3 separate regions of the Mus musculus genome follow, and all the other regions are linked to region 3. Evidence: chromatin contacts called from public HiChIP or PLAC-seq and capture Hi-C data. All regions are on one chromosome and are shown on one strand. Each heading gives the region's core, a stretch centred on a gene start, on an enhancer-like site or on the middle of the called end of the contact. The rest is flanking DNA. Distances are from core to core; before and after follow the strand shown. Region 1 holds the start of Eef1a2 (eukaryotic translation elongation factor 1 alpha 2). Region 2 overlaps Rtel1 (regulator of telomere elongation helicase 1). Region 3 holds the start of Helz2 (helicase with zinc finger 2, transcriptional coactivator).

Evidence for each region. HiChIP or PLAC-seq counts read pairs in DNA pulled down with a chosen protein or histone mark. Capture Hi-C pulls out chosen DNA fragments and counts their contacts.
Region 1: a capture Hi-C map of embryonic stem cells shows a contact between it and region 3, with 2.2 times the contacts expected there. The contact joins the promoter of Eef1a2 here to the promoter of Helz2 in region 3. A contact is called at or near these places in 5 of 39 promoter capture datasets (cranial neural crest, embryonic stem cells, macrophages and 1 more), 3 of 115 datasets of contacts at active chromatin or transcription factors (all in embryonic stem cells) and 4 of 9 other capture datasets (adipose tissue, embryonic stem cells, liver and 1 more).
Region 2: a contact with region 3 is called in an H3K27ac HiChIP or PLAC-seq map of embryonic stem cells, with 6 read pairs. The contact joins the enhancer-like site here to the promoter of Helz2 in region 3. A contact is called at or near these places in 2 of 39 promoter capture datasets (macrophages and neutrophils), 12 of 484 Hi-C or Micro-C datasets (CD4 T cells, the MNK3 cell line, Th1 cells and 7 more), 10 of 115 datasets of contacts at active chromatin or transcription factors (the 230-238 cell line, the HPC-7 cell line, the SCID.adh cell line and 7 more) and 4 of 9 other capture datasets (adipose tissue, liver, macrophages and 1 more).

What each region holds. Positions count from the first base shown.
Region 1 is chr2:181,155,744-181,158,778 of GRCm38.p6, reverse strand. Eef1a2 (eukaryotic translation elongation factor 1 alpha 2) reads left to right here and starts at 1,764. Exons shown (of 8, transcript NM_007906.3): 1 at 1,764-2,055.
Region 2 is chr2:181,331,262-181,334,166 of GRCm38.p6, reverse strand. All of the region lies in intron 8 of Rtel1 (regulator of telomere elongation helicase 1), which reads right to left. Among named protein-coding and RNA genes, the nearest start is that of Rtel1, 13 kb to the right of the region's middle. Within about 2 kb of position 1,371, at least 8 of the 459 cell types and tissues checked have an H3K27ac peak or open chromatin away from gene starts, as enhancers often do. A contact at or near this core is called in embryonic stem cells, where this site is marked.
Region 3 is chr2:181,240,587-181,243,352 of GRCm38.p6, reverse strand. Helz2 (helicase with zinc finger 2, transcriptional coactivator) reads left to right here and starts at 1,326. Exons shown (of 19, transcript NM_183162.2): 1 at 1,326-1,387; 2 at 2,282-2,766. The coding sequence starts at 2,355.

The DNA of each region.
Region 1 (3,035 bases), core at 515-3,014, 85 kb after region 3:
GGCCCTCAGGACCTAAATGTCCCATAGAAAGCCCCATACCAGCACTACTTCCTGGAGATTCAGTCCCAACTTGGGAGATACATGCAGATTGAAGCAATAGCTGCCCCGTTGCTGGCGCTATTGAGTGCCTGGCCATTGCTCAGTGCTGCTGGCTTAGTGGCTCCTTGGAACAGCTGGCCTCAAGGCCCCCTATCATGTTGGCTGAGTATGTTGTTGCTCAACACTGTTAACCTCTTAAAAATCTGTTTTCTGCCTATTCCCAGGGTCTCTCATACCAACAAAGGCTTCAGGGATTTGCAGTGGAGGCAAAGTATGTCCTAATGACAGGGAGGTACTTTTGACCTGCCTCCTGTAGGTCAATGTATAGGTGTTTCAGGCAGGACATGACCTCTGGTCATTAGGGGTCAGTCCTCTAGATGGGTAAGCTCCTGGCCTTGGGCCTTGCTGGCTCACTGCTGCCCAGATAGACAGAGGAGGCGACTCCAAAGCTAAGGACTAATAGCTATTCACAAAGATGCTGGGTTTTGGACCTCATTATTGAGCCCACTCTACCTCCTGATTTCGAAACCAGGCCCAGTCATCTCCATGCAAGAAGGAAGGCATTCAGGGAGAGATGAGTTGGACAAGTGGGTGGAGTAAATGCTAATGTCTTGCCAGGCGTTTATTTTTAATTCCTGGCTCCCAGTTGACGGTCTCAGCAGTCTTCAAAAGTGCCAAGTCATCTGAGAGCCCTGCCTAGCCTCTGGCTGCCCTCTGCTAGACAGACCCTCATTAGGCTTCACCTTACTCTCTCTTCATACTTGATAGCTGCCCTAATTGGGCACCCATCTCCAGGGTCCCCTAACAGGCGCTCTCAGTAGGAGGTGCTGGGCCCTGACCTGGGCCTTCTATGTCTAGATCTACTCTACACCAGGGTAGAAGGAATAGGCACAGGCCTGCTGTCAGTCAGCATAAATACTCAAGGAACCTTTGCTTCCTACTTGCAACCACAAAGACTGGTTGGGTTAGGACAGGTGGCAGTATTGGAAAACGGGAATGTCTGGGTCAAATGACAAGATAGGCACCTCTGAAGAAGCCCCTGGTGATACACGGTGGCCACAACCCCCTTAAGGTCTATTTGGGATATCCTAATCTTTCTAGAAATCTCAAGGGCTCCCTGCTTCCTACCAATGGAGCCTGAAGGAGAGTGGGGATCTGAACCCTGTTTGGATGTTCTTGGTGACCTTAGCTAAGACCATCTGAGAACGGGCTTTGTAAATTCCCTACACCTAAGGGAATAGGTAGACAAAAACCTCTTTCCAGGGCTTCATAAGAAGGTTGGGCTGCGGGCTGGACTGGCTGATTGCCTCAAGGGCCTGTCATGTAGGGTCCATGTGAGTAAGCACTTGTGCTAGGGGTGGTGGGGATCGTGGAAAACCTCTGGAAACTGAGCTTCATGTTCACCGGGACTCAACCATGAGCAGGGCCAGCAATGGATGCCCACATCAAGGCTTGCAGGGATCTTGACCTGGGCTTGGGCCTCTTCTCTCCTAGTCTACTTGCTGGTTCCCTATTGTGTTCCACCTTCCTGGGGACATCTTTATGTTGGATGTACCTTTTTTTTCCCCCCTGCTCTCCAGCAACCACTGTCTCTGCTACCCCAGTTCTCTCTACTGTTTCTTTCGCTTCTCTCCATCCCTGCCCCTCCTTTCCTGGCTCTGTTTCCCTGCCCCCACCTCTGCGCGCTGCACCGCCCTTTTGCCTGTTTTTCTCTCCTGGTCTGCGTTCTCGCTCACTGGTTCTCTCCCTCGCTCCGGTGCATCATTGCAGCTGCGTCCTCTCGGATCCTCATTACGCCGGCCCGCGTCCGTGGGTGCGCGGCCCCTGCGTCCACGCATCTTTCGCATCCCATCTGCCAGCCGCTCGGCGCCCGCCTCCCCCCTCCGGTACCGCATTGCCGTACTGCAGGGGCGCAGTGCATTGCGCCGGCACCGTCAATAGGTGGACCCCCTCCTGGAGAGATAAAACCGCCGGCGCCGGCGCCACCAGTCCTTCTGACTGAGTCCTCGGCTCTGGGTAAGGACGCACATCCCGGTCTGAGACCCTTGCTTAGGTTTTCAATCAGGGTTCGCTTCTCTGGGAACCCAGCCCGGGGAAGAGGGGAATATGCGGCACCTAGCTGGGCTGCACCCCTGGGCTGGGGGTGGAGGGAGGCTGTCTCTAGACTGGGCATGGTGGGTCCCCGTGGCAGTCGGGTAGTGAGTCCCTTAGGCAATTGTGACAGTGGAGGGGGGCCTTCTCCTGAAACCTGCCATCATGCTGTCACCTTGACCTTGGGGCTTGTCTGGGCTCTGCTGGGCTTGACAGGCTGGTCGGTGAAAGTGCTGGCGCGGTGGTTTGGGGCCCTGGGGATGTCCGTGATTTGTCAGAGTAGGGCGGGGGAGGTGGTGAAATCTGAGGACCCCTATCGCGTCCTATGTGGCTCCCACCCTCGGATGCACCCCCCACCCCAACAGGCCTGAGCTTCTCGGTTGACCTCTGAGATGCGCGGGTACTGAGACACAGGACCTGGACTGGATAGTAGGGGAGAGGGTCAGGGCATCTCTGAGGGCACTTGCTGAGCTGGGCCAGGTGGGATTTTTATTTCTCTGGCTAGAACAGGACATTCACCTCTCGGCCCTCATGGCTGCCCCTTGCCTGTGGGGAGGGCCTGAGCTATTCTGGGCCTATGCCTGGGTACCATCCAGCTGTCTCCTCTGCCAGCCTGTGGGCAGAGGGAGGAAGATGGCGCCCTTGCCCGTGGAGGGGCTGAGGAGTGCTGGCCTTCTCTTCATGGTGGCAGCAGATGGGGGTAGGGCAGTGTCCCTCCCTGGTGTGTGTGTGTGTGTGTGTGTGTGTGTGTGAAGGGGGGGGTGGCATCGAGGACAGGAAGGACAATGCACCCTAGAGCTGGGCACAGTGACTCATCACAGGGCTCCTGGCTGCTCCAGAGCTTCACTCAGTCTGCTGCTCTGTGATGTCCAGACCTGATTAACCCTTCCCTAAGGAATTTGCCT
Region 2 (2,905 bases), core at 122-2,621, 91 kb before region 3:
GGCTCTCCAGAAAAGCAGTCAGTGAGTGCTCTTAACCACTGAGCCATCTCTCCAGCTCGACATCTAGGGTTTTTTTTTTTTTTTTTAAAGATTTATTTATTTATTATATGTAAGTACACTGTAGCTGTCTTCAGACACTCCAGAAGAGGGAGTCAGATCTTGTTACAGATGGTTGTGAGCCACCATATGGTTGCTGGGATTTGAACTCCAGACCTTTGGAAGAGCAGTCAGTGCTCTTACCCACTGAGCCATCTCACCAGCCCGACATCTAGGTTTTGATAGATGTGGATTAAAAAAAAAAAAAAAAGCCGGGCGTGGTGGCGCACGCCTTTAATCCCAGCACTCGGGAGGCAGAGGCAGGCGGATTTCTGAGTTCGAGGCCAGCCTGGTCTACAAAGTGAGCGCCAGGACAGCCAGGGCTATACAGAGAAACCCTGTCTCGAAAACCCAAAAAAAAAAAAAAAAGATTTATTTATTGATATATGTAAGTACACTGTAGCTCTCTTCAGACACACCAGAAGAGAATATCAGATCTCATTATGGGTGGTTGTCAGCGACCTTGTGGTTGCTGGGATTTGAACTCTGGACCTTCAGAAGAGCAGTCAGTGCTCTTAACCACTGAGCTATCTCTCCAGCCTCAGATGTGAATATTTTACAACCAGTATTCTACTCCCTCAAGAAGAATGTAGCTTTGAGCGGGGCAGTGGTGATGCACGCCTTTAATCCCAGCACTTGGGAGGCAGAAACAGGCAGATTACTAAAGCCAGTCTGATCTACAGAGTGAGTTCCAGGTCAAACTCTGTCTCAAAAACAAAACAAAACAAAACAAAAAAACAAGGAGGAGGAGGAAGGAGAGGAGGAGAATGTAGCATTTCTGAGACTCACTTCTCACTGCTGGCAGTTTCTAGCTTCCCACTTCTGGCAGTGGTCAGTAAACTCCAGTGACTGTATGCCTGAGTCACTGGATTAAGGACTTTCTTTTCCTAGAAGGGAGCTACAAGCACACACTGTTGACAGAGCTACTGCGTGATCACCATATCCACCAGCCACAGTTGGTACCTCCGACTGCCCCACACCTCACACTTACTTCTACCTTTGCTGCTGATGCTGTTGTTACTTTGTGGCAGGGAGAGTGCCTGTGTGCTAAGGTTCATAGGTAGAGGTCTTAGGACAGTCTAAGGGTTCTCACCTTCCAACATGTAGGCCTTAGGAACTGAACTCAGAGCATCAGGCTTGCTTGGTGATAAGCACCTTTACCAGCTGAACTATCTTGCCAGCATGCTTTGTTTTTTATGTATGTGTGTGGTCCTGTGATTGACTACCTGGGCTCACCAATGCTAGACAAATGCTCTACCAGTGAGCTAAGTTCCTAGACCCTTAAGTCTCTTTAATTGCAGCCATTTCCATCAGAATACAGTATCACTTCCTGTAGTTTGGGCCTGAAATGACCTTGTGACTAGAGCAGTTAAACCCTTCCACAAACCATAAGTGGCCATTCTGTAAACTTCAGAAAACTATCTACTCAGGTTTCTTAGAAGTGAGCTGGACTGTTCAATTCTAAAAGCCTTTGTTCACTGTAGATCCAGGTCCTTTGAAAGGCTGCAGCATTTCCTCATTTTCTGAAACTTGCTTTTTTTCTTTAAAACCATGTTTTGAAGTTTTTATTAACTTTAAAATGCTTACAGCTGCATATTCCATTTTTTTGATAAAACAGAGAGCGAATATATGCATAGTGTAAAGAAACACTGAAATTCTGACCTATTAGAATCTTAATAGGCACATCAGCCATGAACTCTACAACGCATGAATAACTAAATCACTTACCTTTTCACGGAGCATGTTCAATGATAGAAAATAAAGTTTGACCCTAGTACCTGTGTGTGTGTGTGTGTGTGTGTGTGTGTGTGTGTGTGTGTGTGTGTATACGTACATATGCATATAACTTGAAAAAGTAAATATACACACTATTCTCAGCTAGAATGCTAAAAAAATTTTTTTAACTAACAGTGGGAAGATCAAGATGTTAGAAGGTAAGGCACGCTAAGACCCCAGCCTCGAGTTCAATCCCATGAGAGAACCAAGTATTCCAAATCATCCACTGACCTCCACACATGCACAGTGGGTCACACATACATACACTCAAACAAAAATAAATTAGTACTTTACAATTTTCTTTTAAATTTAACTGATAAAGCCAGGTGTGATGGCCCACGCCTTTAATCCTAGTACCCGGGAGGCAGAGACAGGTGGATCTCTGTCAGTTGGGAGCCAGCCTGGTCTACAAAGTGAGTTCCAGGACATGGCTGTTATACAGAGAAACCTTATCTCAAAAAAACCAAAACCAATACTCTTGAAAGGAAAAACTGATGTTAGAGTTTACTAATCTTCTCTCAGAGTGTGATAGCATACACCTTTAATTCAGGAGACAAAGGCAGACAAATTTCTCTGAGTTCAGGCCAGCCAGGGATACACAGTGAGACCCTGTCTCAAAACAAAATAAGACTTTAATTTTTCTAATTCTTTTAAAAAGCCTAAGCTTGAAATTTTAAGTCTAACTTATTTTGTTTTGTTTTTCAAGACACTGTATCTTTGTGTAGTGCACACCAGGCCTGCCTCTGCCTCCCGAGTGCTGGGATTAAAGGCATGCGTCACCACGCCCGCTTACCGCAGTGATTTCTAACCTAGTTCTTCAAAACTGTCATGCTAGGGCCAGCGAGTTGGCCCAGCAGGTAAAGGTACTTGTCTTGTCTTTACCAGATCACTGAAGCCTTCTTTCTGTCCACTTCCGCTATCCTCAACCATTCAACAGCATCTTCTGCTATCTGCTCTCCCAACTCCAGGTACTAAAATCCAAGCTCTGTAAGAGGTGCCTAAGTAGCACCACACACTAAGTTCTTGATGTATA
Region 3 (2,766 bases), core at 77-2,576:
GAAGAGCTCTTTTTGCTCTCCAGAGATCTCCAGGTAGCTTAACCATCACTAGAGAAAATTCCAAAGAACTGCTATTCCATTCTGCTAGCTCATCTCATGCAGACCAAAAGCCCAGTTTTTAAATTTCCATATCAATTCACTTATTTATTCCAGGTGCTCTTTTGATTATCCTATTAATCAGCGTCCTGTGACCCCAACCTTTTGATTCAGAGACAGCAAACATACATTTTCTCTTAACATTGCAAAAGAATTCAGAGATCTGTCTGCCTTAGTTAAGCCTAGATGACATGCTAGTTTGTTGGGACCCTGCCCTGAAATTATTTCCACCATGCACCGTTTCCATCACGCCTGAGTCTAACCTTGCTCTGTCCTAGGCTGACCTTAAACTCAGGAACCTGCATGCCTTATGCTTTTGTATCTTTGCGACAAGTTGGCTCATTGTGTACCTGTCTCTGTTCCTTTAAATTCATGAAACCCCTCATAATTCATATCGCATCCTTATATTTTTGGATAGTTAAGAAATTATATATTTTCAAATTCCCGTATTTAGAGCTCTTTCCCATAGCCTCAAGGGCTGTCCTGAGGGTTCCAGTGTTTACCATTTTGCAGAGACATAGCCACATCCTCGACTCCTGGACTCTGCTGTTTCTAATTCTCCTGGAGTCATTAATGTTAACAGAGAGGACATTCCTCGAAGGAATGTGAAATATGTACATTATTATACAAACTTGCCTTATGCCCACAGCAGCCATTTGACACTCCTGGAGGCTCACACCAGGACCCTATTCCAAGGGTAGGAACCATGTCACTCTGTCCCCACGGGGGCCATGCCAGGCACAGCATTGACTAAAATTATTAGCGCTTCAAGGAAGAAGTCTAGTGCCTTTTAGGAACAGGTCCTGCCCCAGCATAGAGTTCTCTGTTCCTTGCCTGTCTGGCCCTGCTCCCAAGGACCCTAGCCTTTGGCTATAGCACCCAGAGTAAATTTCCCAAGGCTCTATAGGCAAAGGCTCTCCCACTCCCAAATAGGGGCTTTTTTTTTTTTTTTTTTAATCCTAAAGCCATCTACCCTGGGGCTCATCTTACGGTTCCCACACAAGAGAGTACAGACGTCTAAGTATGAGTAGGGGGAGGGACCGGGAAAGGGCCAGGTTAAATCCTGCTGTGTTGACCTCAAGGGGACTGTGGAGGTGGGGAGTGGGGGAAATCTTCCTAGGGCCAGGGAGCTCCGCCAGGTCTGGGAGGGAGGCTATCACTTGAGGGCGGGGCAGGGGCGGGGCAGGGGGGGCAGTGAGGTAATTTCCGTGCTCTGTCGTCAGAGTTCTGAGTCGCCCCAGGGGCAGAAACGAAACTGATCGCTACTCTTAAGTCGATGCTGGTGCACTGGGTGAGTATGGGGTGGTGGCTGGGGACTGGAGGGGCCACCTAGAGAGGTGTGAAGACCACCCCTTTGCCTGCAAATGGGCAAGATCAGTGGCCTCAGACAGACCCTAGCATCGGACAACTCCATGGACCCCTCTTCCTGCTTCTCCAGCTGCCGGGTATGGGGTTCTAGCTCTGACGACTTAGAAAACTCCACAGAGGAGTGCAGGGAGGGACTGCAGGCTTTGCCTGTTGCTCATTCTTTCCATTTAAAACATAATCTTTGTACCTCAACGATTGCCTTGAAAGTTTAGAGGGCTAGGGTATAGGTCAGTAATAGATTATTTGCTTGGCATGTATGAGTGAGAGAGAGAGAGAGAGAGAGAGAGAGAGAGAGAGAGAGAGAGAGAGAGAGATATGACCTGACTAGGTGTTTCAGGGAGCTAGCTGTTCTCTCGCCCATCCTTGCTGGGTGGTGGTACTAACTAAGACTCTGGGCTCTGGGCATTGCCTCTCCTTCTGGCATCTCTATGGGAGCTCTGAGGAGGGCTATCCAACCTGGGTAGAGCGGAATTTCTACAAGGCTGTGTCCTCCCCTTCAGAGGCTCCTGTTGCCAAGTCCAGGTGGGCTATAGTAGTCCCAGCAGTCAACTAGCAGGTCTCAAGAAAGGGGGTACTCTCTTCAGACGGCCAGGAGCCCCAGAGTTACCAGATGGAGGATTCTGAGGCCTCCCAACTCTTTTTTTTTTCCAGCAGCCACTTGGGCAGGACTTGGAGAGGCCTTTCAGGAGGAAAGGTTGAGTTAGAGTTCCCCCAACAAGCCAAGACTGGGCAGAAGTCTCTGTCCTACACCCGACAGAGGTGTAGGTCCTTCTTGACCTTGGGCTGACTTGCTTCTCTTGTCCTATCACCTCTCCAGGGCTGACGGTTTCAGTACAGCAGCTGCCCAGAAGCCTGGCTCACAATCCTGAAGGACCTGGCCTTTGTCCGAGATGGCATCCGTGGGTTGCAGTCTGAGGTCGGCCAGCACATCCGCCACCAACGGGCCATCCTTAGCCGGACTCTGTGCTAAGGTAGACCTTTACCTGGGCTGCTCCCGCTGCACCCAGTGCCTCAATGAGAGTACCTACATTCTGCGTGAGGTAGAGCACACCTGCCCCAGGGAGATCTTGCTGGCCCGCTTCAAGCAAGCAGCAGAGAGCAAGATCTGGCGTAAGGTGGGCCGCAGGCCTAGCTTCCCAACGCCTATGCGCTATCAAGTCTGTCACTACTATAGGCCAGGGTTGGGCTGTAGGCGTCACTGGAATAGATGCACCTTTGCCCGAAGCCCTGAGGAGGCACTGGTCTGGACATTTGAGCTCAAGAACAACCTTCCCCGATTGAAACTGAAAGAGGCTGTGCAGG